Linked DNA regions of Hordeum vulgare: region 1 is linked to region 2. The links are chromatin contacts, called in public Hi-C maps. All regions are on one chromosome and are shown on one strand. The core of a region is the stretch at or near the end of the contact, and the rest is flanking DNA. Distances in the headings are between cores, read along the strand shown. Region 1 has its middle 83 kb from the start of LOC123398890. Region 2 holds the start of LOC123395591 (RING-H2 finger protein ATL48-like).

Region 1 (7,384 bases), core at 430-2,929, 920 kb after region 2:
TTCTAACTAGGCAATTGGGTTTTAGTTCCCTGAATGGATTCCTGAAATGGTGGCTATAATAATTCCTATAAGAAGAGGAAGATGTAGCATTCGTGGCAATCATGGGTGTTTGTGTTATGTTTCGTTCTTCTCATGAACATACAAAAGAGGAAGGTGACCATGTGCACGTGGAGCGATAACTATGTGTCTACCGATTTCTAGTAGGAATCGCCTACGGGAAACCACTATAGCAGGCTGGTTCATTTAGTGTGGTTGGCCGCTGCCACTCGTAATTGCCGGTGCAAGTTCGCTCGACTTGTTCATTTTCTTCTCATTATTCTTTGTTTTCACCGTTTTTTCTTTGCTTGCCTTTTATTTTACTTAGGTTTCCTTTGTGTTCTCATTTCTTAGGGTTTTCTTTCTCTCTTCATTATGCATTAGTCTTTGTTTCTTTTTTGGCTTTCTTCGATCTTTTTGGCTTTTTCTATCTTTGTCAGTTTTTATCAAAAATAAATAAATAACACATGTCTACATTTTCCCATTACACAACATACATTTTTAGGGCACACGAAACAAAAATCGATAAGTGTTCCCATTTTTTAAATACATGATATACATTTTTGATAAAAATACATGTCTTATTGAAAACTTTTATGAATACACGATAACATTTTCCAAACACATGTTGTAGATTTTTTGAATGGCAATAAATATAGTTTAACTACACAAGCATTTTTCTAGTCTATAATATTTTCAAAAATTCACGGACAGTTCTTGGAACACATGAATATTCATACAAAATGTTCCATACAATTTTTTAATACAACTAAACATCTTTTGAACTTAGGCAAAGAAATTAAAATTATATATAACATTTTTCTGATTGTCACATCACATTTTTGAAACGCTTTATTATAAGCGACCCTCCTTCTTTCTGCTAGACATAACTCTTCATCAATCAATAACTCCATCCCTCCATCGATTTTGTTCATCCAACCATTTTTTTCCAACACGTCATATTTGACCTCACCTTATTAGTAAGCCACTCAATCACATTAATTTCATCTTAATTAACTTATCTTTTGCAATAATGTGGAATTGCGCCTCTCAATTCCACGTCACATTTGACTGAACATTTTTGTAGGCCGCTCAATCACGTTAACTTACTTACCATGTAGGATCCAGGCTACAAAATTATAATGGTGCCAAAAGTAAACTGTAATCATTGATGCATCCTGCGTGCCTCATACAATATAAGGTGGAATTATGTCCTCTTCTAGCTTAACACAAACCGCCATGCAAAAAAAGCTTAACACAAACCTAGCCTTTATATACATTAACAAGATTCCTCTCGTGGCAACACACGGACACATACCTAATTTTCCTTTAGTTTTGCATATATTTTTTAGAAACGTGGGAATATATTGTCATTGTCATGAACATTTCTCTTCTAAAGTTACCAACATTTGAAAACAATGCGAACAATTAATTTATACTATGTTAATGTTTTTTAAATTTGTGTTTTTAATTTTCTTAAGTAAATTAAAGTTATTGAAATATAAGCATTCAAAATATAAATATAAGTTAGACTAAATTGAATTAATTTGATTAACGTTAGCATTACATTAGTAATGGCGAGCCATGTCACTACTGGGCCAGTCAACGTCATCCTTCCCTTCAGGCGGCACGGGTTACTGTTTCATTTCAAGCGAGACAAAGCCACGGCAAACCCTATTCGCCGCATACCGCAGTGAATAGATGAGGCTCCGCAGAGCCCGGCCGATAGAGTTTGGCCGGCCCAGTTTCAGTGGCCACCGGTTTTTTCATTTTTTTCTTTTTCAGTTTTTCTGTTTCTTTTTTTCTAAGGCATTTCATTTTTCTTAAACTAAGTTCATGTTTGAAAAATGTTCTTGAGATATGGAAAACGTTCTTTCTTTTATAAAAAAGCTCTAAATTTCAAGTAATTGTTATTTTTCAAAACGATTCATAAGTTCAATAACTATTTGGGATTATAAAAAAATGTTCAATATTGGCAAAAAATGATCGGAGTTCTTAAGAAATGTTCTTTGTTTTCAATAAATACTATTGTTTTCGTTTTCATTTTTTCCCTTCCCTTCTCTATTCTTTATTTGCCTATTTTTTGTTTGACATTTTCTAATTTTTGTTTTGAATTTCAAAAAATGTTCTGTTGTTCAAAATTTGTATTTAACTTTTTTGAATTCAAAAAATAATTAGGATTTGCAGAAAATGTTCTTGCTTTCAAAAGGTCTTCATATTTTCAAACATATTACTTTCCAATGTTTTTATTTTCTCATATTTTTATATAAAATGTGCCTGTTTTACGATATTTTCTCTTTTTTAAATATTTGTTCACAAATTAAAAACTTGTTCAAACTTTGTTCACGAACTCTTAAAATGTTAATGATTTAAAAAGTTCGAGAATTTTTTTAAGAAATTGCATTTTCGAAAAATGAATGTAAGTTCAAAAAATATTCCTGTTTCAATAAGTGTACATAAGTTCAAAAAAAATTGTTTCAAAAGTTGTTCATAAATTCCAAAAAATGTTTGTTAGAAAAAAAATTCTAAGTTTTTAAAATGATTCTGTTTTCAAATTTATTCATAGAATAAGAATTTTTTTATGTTTTCCAAATATATATGTCTGTTTCAAAAATTAATAAAATATTAAAGAAAAGATCCTGTTTTACAAATTTGAGTATTAAATATTAAAAGCATCTGTGTTTTCAAAAAAATATTCTCATTTTAGAAAAGTATCAGAATTTGAAACAAAAATTGTACCTGCTTTCAAACAAAAATTATAGTTTAAAGTATTGTTCGCATATGCAAAAATGTTAGTGTTTTTAAAAATTCCTTAGAAATTCAAAAGGATTACCATTTATAAAAAAAATCGTAAATAAAACAGCTGGTTAATTTTCAGAAATTCAAAAGAAAATCAAATCAGTTACCTTGTAGAGAAAAAATAACAAGGCGGTTAACAGGGCCGGCCTAGTCGCTTCACGAGCTCCGCTGCGTGTGCGAAGCGGCGGCAATTTGCCGCAGCACGCAGCAGATAGGAGTTCCCCAAAGACACACCGTTCAGCTATGCCTGAGGAGAAGAGGTACTCCCTCCGTCCGAAAATAAATGTACATCTAATCTTTATCCTAAGTCAATGTTTAAATTTTTTTGACCAACTTTATATGAAAAAGTAGCAGCATTTATGGCACAAAATTAGTATCACAAGATTTGTTTTGGAATGTACTTTCACAATGTACCAATTTGACGTTGTAGTATATGTTACGATTTTTTTATGAAGTTGGTCAAAAATTTAAAGCTTTGACTTAAAACAAAAGCTAGATGTACATTTATTCCCGGACGGAGGGAGTACCTTAGAAGAAAACAAGGCCAAGGGATAAAGACAAAAAATAGAGAGTGGTGTAGGCTTGGCCAAATTCGATTTAGGGAGTCAAGGAAGACAAAGAATAGGATGAGCTGAAAGTGGAGAAAGGGAGCAGTTTGAATAACTATGGGAATTGATTATAACCTTTTACAATTTCCAAACCTTTTCCTAAAAACCAACAAAATGCGCATACACTCATTAAAAAATATAGAGTCAAGGAAATATATTTCCCACATCATATAAATTTGAAAAAATAGTTTTCTAAATTTCTAAATTTGACATAAATCATTTAAAGTCATTCTAAATTTCCAAAATTTGGTTATAGGGTATTGTAATTACCAAAAAGAATTTTTAGAACATTTCAATATTCAAAAGAAATATTAAATATTTTACAATAATACTGATGGATAAGTCATATAGTCTCCACTCATTTATCGTATCTGGTTAGTTTGAAAAAAAAAATCCAAATTGTACCTATATGCATATAATCAAATAAACTCCAATTTGCAATGATGCGTTAGGAAATGTCATTTGTCCCTTCTCTATAATTTGACTAAGACCAAGCAAATTAAAATCCAAATTCCGTATTTCAGAAATTCACATTATTCTCACTCATTTAAGTGTCGTTTGAAAATACCCAATTGAAGAATATTAAATTCTTTTGAGTTTAAATAAATGTCTAAACCAATAATTGTTATTACCAGATAATTATGTTAATGCAACCTGCATGACATGGTTTGGAGAAGTCTTTAACAAGGAGTCACACAATTTACGTATTTATTTATTATTCCAAAATTGAAGAATTACGGGATGTTACAATGATGAAAGAGCACAAATAAAGTGCTACAAGTTTGACTTGCGATGAAGTTGGTCGCTGCGTGTGGCTCACAAATTGATATGAGAGCGTATGTATCCTAGATGCAATGTCCTTTTGGGTGCTAAGCGACTTGGTATTAAAATTTATTTTTTGCTTCTATGGTTCTGAAGATTTATACTTCTTAGTTCTGCATTATGCCGACTAGCTTTTGTCTTTAACATATCGGCCATGGATCAAGTAATCTGTGGCTGTAACATTGACAACATAGCCGAAATAGAGCTCTGCAGACAAAAATAGAGTAGAGAGACCCTGTTTGGTCAAGATATAAGTCAAAAAAATCATAAGAGGTAAAACTTGGTAAACCAACCAAGGAAGAAAACAATTAGGCCCACCTATGGCGTAGATTAAATAAACACTAATGTAAAAAAGCCTAGTGTTGCCGTCGTAAAAATTGCCTTGCTAGTGTGGGCGTCCAACCCCACCAATTTAGCGTCATTGTTAAAATAATAGTGATACCATTGGTTGCCCACCTTCAACAATAATTTATTATGAAAATTTTAGTTATCCCTCAAAGCAAAGAATAACATTCATTCTCTTTGGAAGGAGTTAACAATCACGCGCACCCAATCCAAATACATAAAGGTTTAATCAACCAATGATAAATTATACTCTGACCTTTCCGCTAATGCCAGCGACCACCACTTTCATGCATACGGACTCACGAACCTTAATACCAATATTAATACGTATTCTTATTATGCACTAACATGCTCACATATTACCACCTCAATATCCCAAAAATATTGTAGGTAATTAAACATATCATATTCAATGATCTTACAAGTATTGCATGCTAATTTTTGTTATTCCACCTCTATATAACTTTCATTCTTTGGACCAACTATAAAATTCATGCAAATTATCACTTCCTATTTAACTTCCATTAAATATATAAGTGATAGAAATAAAATGCACATAATTTCCAAACTATCGCCATGCTCAAACAAATGTAAGTGAAGAACTAGAGCATTTGCCTCAACTCAAAAACATATAAGTGAAGTATGGATGATCATTCTATAACTTAGATTGGTGTCTGGCTTCTCATAACAAATGTGTCCACGGAAAGATGATTGTGACAACCAAAAATAAAAATAAAATAAAAGCAAAGACGCTCCAAGCAAAACACATATCATGTGAAGAATCAAAATACAGTTCGAAGTAAGATATACCAATAATTTGAAGACGAAAGAGGGGATGCCTTCCGGGAAATGGCCCATCTTAGATGCTTGAGTATTCCTTGAATATTACCTTGGGGTGAATTGAGAATCACCAATCTTAGGGTCTTGTGTAGGATCAAACGTATGTCTAGAGGGGGTGATTAGACTACTTGACAAGATAAAAAATATACCTTTTTCCCAATTTTACTTGAGAGGCAGCTACGACAGTTATAACAGGTCAAGTACACCCTACACATGGAGTTCTAATAGTATAGCAGCGGAAAGTAAAACATGCAAGTGTAAAGTAGAGGAGTAAGGTAGGGAGATCAAATGCATGAGGTTAACACGACGATTTTTGGCATGGTTCCGATAGGTGGCGCTATCGTGCGTCCATGTTAGTGGAGACTTCAACCCACGGAGGGTAACGGCTGCGAGAGTCCACACAGGGCTACACCCACAAGGGGTCCACAAAGAAGCGGCTTTGTCTATTCCACCACGGCTTCCGTCCACACAGGACTAGCCTCACTCACGGTAGATCTTCACGAAGTAGGCGATCTCCTTTCCCTTACAAACATCTTGGTTCAACTCCACAACACAAAGTAGGAGGCTCCCAAGCGACACCTAATCAATCTAGGAGGCACCATCCTCCAAAAGGTAATATATGTGGTAGATCAATGAACTCCTTGTTCTTGTGCTTCTAAAGATAGTCTCCTGAACACAAATCACTCTCTCACAGAATATTCATGGGTAGGAGAGGTTGATTTGGTGGAAAGAAGTTTGGGGAGGCTAGAGATCAAGTTTCAAATGATTGGATTGGAATATCTTGGTCTCAACACATGAGTAGGTGGTTCTCTCTCAGAAAATGGATCTGGAAATGAAGTGTGTGTTCTGAGTGTTTCTCCCACGAAGGAGAGGTGGGTGAAGGGGTATATATAGGCAACAGCCAAAATCCAACCGTTACACACAAAAGTGCAAACTCGGTGACACCGAAGTGGACAACTTGGTGGTACCGACTAGTACTAAACGTGTGAACTTTGAATCTCGGTGAGACCAATATATAGAACTCGTTGGCACCAAAAAGGTGACTGGCGGTCAGATGACCAAACTCGGTGGCACCGATACTCGAACTCGGAAATTCCGATTTTGTGTATCTTAGCAACAAAATGTTGGTCACACTGAAGTCGGTAGCACATATGTTGTTTCGATTGCACCGATTTGGTGGGAATGGCTAGGGCTGTGTCTGGGGTTCAAACTCGGTGGGTCCAAAGTGGCAAAGTTGGTTACACCGAATTTGTGTATGTGGAACTTGAGAGAGTGGATATGTGGGAAAATGACTCAATGTTTTGGTGGCTAACTTTGAGCATTTGAGCAATCAGTTCATTTTACTACCTCACCCCCTTTTAATAGTATTGGCTTTCCTATGGACTCAAAAGTGATTTCTCACAAATATAAAATGAAGAGTCTTTGAGCTTGAAGCTTGAGCCAATATTATTCCTTTCTTGTATCTAGGGGCATCTCCACATAAACCTTAAGCCATAGCATCTTTTGAACTTTTCTGAAATATACTTGGAAAACACATTAGTCCAATGATGCATATGTTGTGATCAATTATCAAAACCACCCTAGCGAGCAATTGTGCTTTCAATCTCCCCCTTTTTGGTAATTGATGAAAACATTGTTGGAAATATGCCCTAGAGGCAATAATAAAATGGTTATTATCATATTTCCTTGTTCATGATAATCGTCTATTGTTCGTGCTATAATTGTATTAACAGGAAACAGTAATACATGTGTGAATAAATAGATCACAATGTGTCCCTAGCAAGCCTCTAGTTGGCTAGCTCGTTGATCAATAGATGATCATGGTTTCCTGATCATGGGCATTAGATGTCATTGATAATGGGATCACATCATTGGGAGAATGATGTGATGGACAAGACCTAATCCTAAGCATAGCACTAGATCGTATTGTTCGT
Region 2 (6,745 bases), core at 3,505-6,004:
GATGTGACTCTGATGTAGCTTGTGGCGAGTGTAAGCCAATTCTATATATCTCTTCTTTTCAGTACATGTACTTGTAACGATATCCTTTCTTGCGACACGACGAGATGCGCTTCTATCCCTGACGAGGCCCTCGTGCCAAATTGAGGATAGGGTCGCATCTTGGGCGTGACACCTAGCCTCATGGGCACTTGGGGGCTAGCCCAACAAGGCTTGGACGCCTCCTTACAGCTCATCCACGTCCTAGGGCTGGAGGGACCCTTCTGGACCCCTCCGGAACCCTCTCGAACCTTCCGGAAGCTTCCCGGTACAATACCGGTAAAACCCAAAACTTTTTTGGTAGCCAAAATATGACTTCTCATATATAAATATTTATCTTCAGACCATTTCGGAGCTTTTCGTGACATTCGGGATCTCATCCGGGACTCTGAACAACATTCGGTCACCAACGTACATATCCCAATACTACTCTAGCGTCATTAAACGTTAAGCGTGCGGACCCTGTGGGTTCGAGAATCATGTAGACATGACCGAGACACATCCCCGGTCAATAACCAATAGTGGGACTTGGATGCCCATATTGGTTCCTACATATTGCACGAAGATCTTCATCAGTCAAACCACAATGCCAAGGATTCAATCAATCTCGTACGCGGTTTCCTTTATTCAGCGGTATGTTACTTGCCCGAGATTCGATCGTCGGTATCTCCATACCTAGTTCAATCTCGTTACTCGCAAATTTCTTTACCCCTTCCATAATACAAGATCCCATGACTAACTCCTTAGTCACATTGCTTGCAAGCTTCTTGTGATGTTGTATTAACGAGTGGGCCTAGAGATACCTCTTCGTCATACGGAGTGACAAATCCCAGTCTCGATCCATGCCAACTGCACAGACACCCTCGGAGATACCTGTAGAGCATATTTATAGCCACCCATTTACGTTGTGACATTTGATACACACAAGGCATTCCTCCGGTGTCGGGGAGTTTCATGTTCTCATGGTTATAGGAACATATACACTGACATGGATAAAGCAGTAGCAATAAACTAATACGATCAGATGTTATGCTTACGGTTCGCTCTTGTCCATCACATTATTCTTCTAATGATGTGACCCCATTATCAAATGACAACTGTGTCTATAGTTAAGAAACCTTAACCATCTTTGATCAACGAGCTAGTCTAGTAGAGGCTCACTAGGGACACGGTGTTGTCTATGTATCCACACATGTATTTAAGTTTCTGATCAATACATTATAGCATGGATAATAAACAATTATAATGAACAAGTAAATATGATAATAAGTAATTTATTATTGCCTCTAGGGCATATTTCCAACACCGGATCCGGTATCGTGTGATCATCGTCCTAAGCACTGCCACAAGGAGCCGCGTGGGCAGTCATCCCCAGCGGAGGGGACGCCACCACAGCGGTGTGGGAGCCACTACTCTAGGGTCCTTTGCAATGTTGTTTATTCTTTTCCTTCTTATTTGCTCCAATTTGCAAATTTCTATGAATAATTCTACAAAATAACTGAGGGATGCAACTGATAGGTGATAGATGAGGAGACTTATGCAAGAGTTTATGACATGTCGCAATGCCTTGCCCAATAGATTTTCCATGTAAGCATAATGTGTGTCGTCATGTTTATTTGGATCATTTGCTTCATTTGGACCATATGTTGTGTTTCAATTTGAATATGAATTTTTTTAGATACAGAGTTTGAAATTTTGTTGAAATGTTTGCATCATAAATATCAAGGTTTGAATTAATATATTATGGGGGTTTATGATTGCAAAAGGAAGTGAGAAATAGCAAAGTAAAACTTTCGGACACCCTCCCGAAGCCATGATCCTTTGGCAAATTCTTGGACGGTATTTTTCATAATGGATCAGTGTTGACATTAGGAACAATTTTTTCAATTTTTTTATTGCCTTTTCAGTTCATGAACCAAAAATGGATCTCACTCAATCTTTGAGGAACAAAAAAATTATCGTTATTTATGAGATGATTCACAATTTAAAGTTATCCTTTAAAATATAGAGTTGCTTATTACTATGATGATCCAAATTTTGTCTAAAATAAAATCTACTTTCATTTTTTAATCTTCTCATCAACATCCAAGCACATGTTCCAAGTCGCACATCCCTTTTTGACGGTGATGTGAATTTTAAGCGTATTTTTCATAGCATTCTAAAAATAGAGGAAAGCAAAAAATGCATGATTCAAGTGGTGTATCCACATGGTCCTATAGATTAGAACACTACATGAATTTGTATCAACAAGTTTTGACAACACAAAATAAACAACATGATTCTACCAAGAGATTTGAAAGCTTCTTTCAAAATAGAGTGGAGATAAATCACAAGGAAAATTTTCAAATGATTTCAATTACGCGTATCAAATGATCAACCTAGGAAAAATGACCAAGTATTTCAATTTTGAATCAAGGAACCCCCACGGTTGGGGTTTTCTAGATTTGAGACAAATGAAAATTAGCCACACAAAAAACTGTAAAGAAAAGAGAAAGTCATGCATTGTTGGGATGTCCATCTCCGCGTCCTAACCGAGCCACGGAAAGCTCCCGCGTCATGGCCAGGAGCTTTGGTGGAGGCAGCGATTGAAATTCGCGGTCTCGAACCTTGACCCACTCCCGAACCTCCACGACCATGTGACGCCCCACTCCAACCTACAATCTATTCAACATAGCATCCACATGGTGTTTTTTATTTTCCTTCTCCATCCATCCAATTTGTGAATTTCTATGAATAATTCTACAACCTAAGGAGTGGTGCAACTCGTAGATGAGGAGACTTGTGCGAAGAGTTTATGACATGTTACAATGTCTTGAGCATTAGAATTTCCATGTATGATCATGTTTTTCGTCATGTTTCTTTGGAATATTTGCTTCATTTGGACCACATGTTGTACCTGAATTTGAATATATTTTTTAATATTGAGTTTGAAATGTTTTCATCATAAATATCAAGGTTTTTATTTTATGGAAAAGCAGTTGAAATGGGGCTTGTGTTTGCTAAAGGATGTAAGAAATAGAAAAGGAAAACTCTTTGGGTATTAAGTTTTGGGATGGGTTTTATGACACCCTCCCAAATCCATGATTTTTGGCAATTAAAACTGGGATCTTTTTTTTAATGGATTAATGTTGACACTAGGAGCATATTTGTTTTGTTTTTTAGTTCATGAACCCAAATTGGATCTCATTCAAACCTTGAGGAAATTTATGAGATGATCCACAATTTATAGTTATCCTTTAGAATAATAGGGTTGCCTATTAGTTTGTTCCTCCAAAAGAACTTAAAAATCAATTCTACTTTAACTTTTAAATCCTCTCATCAACATTCAATCATCCGCATCTTCAGGTAAGATGATACAAGTCGCACACCTTTAAAGATGTAAATCTTATATTTCTTTCTTTCTTGACGATAATGTGAATTTTAAGCCCGTTTTTCGCATGATTCTAAAAATACAAGAAATAATAATTAAATAAAACACATCATTGAAGTGGTCTGTCCACTTGATCCTGTAGATTAGAACACCACATGAATTTGGATCAAAAGATGCTTGACAGCACAAAAGAAACAATTGAATCCTAGCAAGAGGTTGAAAATTTCCTTCAAAGTGGAGTGGCGATAAATCTTCAGAAAAAAAATTCAGAGGATTTCAATCATGTGAATCAAATGACCAATGTAGGAAAAATAACCAAGGATCCAATCCAAAAAAAATCCTTTGAATCAAAGAGCCCCACAGTTGAGTTTTTCTACATCCAAGACAAATGAGAATTAGCAACAAAAAAAGGGTAATTGTACTTGCCAAACGTTTGCAGTAAAGGGGTGGCAAGCAAACCATGTTTGCTGGTAGTTTTAGTTACTAGTAAGCATTGCACGTGTCGCACGAATAACCGTAAGAAGAAAGTGTTCCTTTGTCTTAAAATAATCGAAGTTCTACATTTATACAAAGTCAAATTTATTTATTTAATCAACTTTATAAAAAAATGATCAATGGACGCTACGGAATTTGCTTTCTCGCGAAGAAATTGTCATGTCTTGTGAAGAAACTGCCACCTCTCCTTACTCCCTCACAAGCCACAACTAGGGCCCTGTTTGGATACTCTAGCTTAGCTAGTGGTTAGAGTTAGTTTCTAGCTCATGATTAACCCTAAACTAACTCTAGCTAAATAGGTGTTTGGATGGAAGGGTTAGATTGACAATAGATGCATTTTATGAAAAGAGAAAAGTGATTTTTTAATGGACCCCAGGAGAACTAGCTCCAATTAGCATCTCTTGGTTGGTGGGAGAGAGAGAGAAAAATATTTTTTAATGAACCCCATGAGAACTAGCTCCAGTTAGCACATCTTGGGTGGGATAGTTTTTTGGGGTGGGTTAGATGCAACTAGCTTCAATCTAACCCTTATGTTTGGATATACTTTAGGGCTAGTTGAATCCAAACTAGCTCAAACTAACTCTATCCCATGGATCCAAACAGTGCCTAGAACTGACAGAAAATTGTTCGCAAATGCATCTTCCATGACGAACGTTCGTTAGCTAAGAGTGTCCAAAAGAAAAGAGAAGGGTCAAATCCCTCCGGGCTCCACCAGCTCGGTTGGTACGTCTGACGCCACATACGCGTTTCCCTTTCCCGACTAATTCCAAACAACCGGCACCCTCGGATCCCAATCGGACGGCCCTACAACCACCCCTGAGCATCCAAAGAGCGGCGGAACCCACCGGCGGCCTCCTGCCTGCAAACCGCTGTTCGGAAAAGCGTGTCGCCCTTCCTCCTTTTCCCCCCAGGCGACGCGAATGGAGAAGGTCTCCGGCGCCGGCGCCGCCGCAGGAAGCAGCGCGCGGCCACCGCCGATGCCGCAGCTGGACGACTTCCCGTTCGAGGGGAAGAAGGCCGTCAAGAACCCCTTCGTCCCCATCGGTACGCCCCGCGCGCGTCCCTCGCTGTGTTATAGGAGTGCCGGGATCGTGGATCGATCGATCGCCTCGTCGTAGGTTCGGCCGGGTTACTTTCTGGGTTCGGGGTCACGGGCGACGGGCCAGATTTTGAGTTCCTGTTTTACGATGTTAGGACAGCGATTGTTGGGATCTTTGGGCGGGGGTGGAGAGTGTGGAATCTATGGCTAATGTTCTTAAAAGATCGTTTGTGCTGTTTTACTGGTACTAGAGTTAAGAAAAATCTAGCTTCCCGTTCTTGGGCAATTACCACATTTCCCATTCCATGGTCAACGTACACGCTTCAGATTTATGGTGGATTAGATATAGACTAGAGTATTAGAGTAACTTCACCACTTCGGTATCAGTGTAGTAGATAACTTAAAATAACAATTAGTTCTTGGCAGATGTCTATGAATCACCGACTGATAATGAGAGTGTTGTAAATGTACAGAGTAGGACAATCATAATTTGTCATTCTAGATATGCATTGTGTGTATCAGCTGCTTTATTGGAAAAAGGAAAAAAAAAAGAACACAACACTTATATAGATCAAGTCACAGCATTACAATCGTTTTTGGCCAGCTCCAACACGCAGGGAGGAACTGAACCAACCAACACACCAGAACTGCTTTCTCTAGTACAGAACTTCGCAATTGAATGCGCTAGGATATTGCTGTGCTACGTCTCATGGGCAGTTTACCCTTTCTTGTGCTAATGCCTTTTATCTCGGTGAGGTAGTAGTCTAGATATGCTGAGCCCAAGAGTTCAGCTCAGCTGAACCAGCTCACTTCGGATGTGCGCCAAGAAAGCTGAGAAATGAACACAACACATGTCCAAGAGACTCGTGACCTTGATTTTTGGACGGTTCATATGTTTGTAATCTTATAAAGTTGGCTTCTCGAGTTCCTCTTTTTTCTGAGCCAGGGGAGAAGCAACTTGGCTTCTACATCTAATGTTCTTAATATGTGTAGCTGTGGAAGTATATCGTTACTTACTACTGTTACTAGGGTGTATCAGAAGATAAGCAATGGCCGTGTGACCATTGAACTATTTGGTGGAGATGAAATGAGAGAGGTGGGATAGTCAAGGGAAATCAGGCTCACTGTGCCAAAGATATACTATGAGAACTTCAGTCAATGTAGGACAGATGCAGTTGATATGATGTGCTTATGGAATAAAGAATAGATGTTTAAGGGGGCTTGTGCATTGCCCTGTGAATCACACTCCTCCTTAAGCATCATCTCAGTCATTCATTTTGAAGCTGAGATCTCCTTCAAAATTTAACGGGCCTAACTGCCTGACAGTCTATGGATTAGTTTGGCTTATATATGAAGCTGGAAGCTTCTTCAAGAGGTTGTTAGTTATAGAATACAGTAATTATATGTCAGATAGGTGTAAATGTATTGTTGTAAATGATTAGTTGCAAGTCCTAATAGCTTTCGAAACACTTCTGATCTTTTCATGTCTTGCTTTGCTCAAATCTAATTCAAAATTTCAAAATCTCATGTGAAGCTGCTTATTCTGGATCCTGCAATCATGTTTATTGTATGTATGTATGTGTCTACTTCCCGATTGAACATTAAGTAATAAGTATAACATTGCTTTATGTTTGCCCTTTGATGTGTGCTACTTATGCCAAAGCAAATGGAAACTTGGGCGGGGATAGACTACTAGGGGTGCTAATGTATCTATGTATAGCTTCAGTGTGTAACCCTACCTTCTATTTCAGGTGCATTGGTCACTGCGGGCGTCCTGACGGCTGGCCTGGTGAGCTTCCGGTATG

What was found. A called contact is a pair of places that touch in the nucleus more often than the background predicts.
Region 1: a contact with region 2 is called in a Hi-C map of leaf, with 4 times the contacts expected there. The contact joins the enhancer-like site here to the promoter of LOC123395591 in region 2. A contact is called at or near these places in 3 of 6 Hi-C or Micro-C datasets (leaf and seedling).

Annotation. Positions count from the first base shown.
Region 1 is chr5H:413,570,657-413,578,040 of MorexV3_pseudomolecules_assembly, forward strand. No RefSeq gene overlaps it. Among protein-coding and RNA genes, the nearest start is that of LOC123398890, 83 kb to the right of the region's middle. Within about 2 kb of position 1,680, at least 2 of the 3 cell types and tissues checked have open chromatin away from gene starts, as enhancers often do. A contact at or near this core is called in leaf, where this site is marked.
Region 2 is chr5H:412,649,995-412,656,739 of MorexV3_pseudomolecules_assembly, forward strand. It overlaps LOC123395591 (RING-H2 finger protein ATL48-like), which reads left to right and starts at 4,755. Exons shown (of 2, transcript XM_045090611.1): 1 at 4,755-4,945; 2 at 6,692-6,745. The coding sequence starts at 4,822.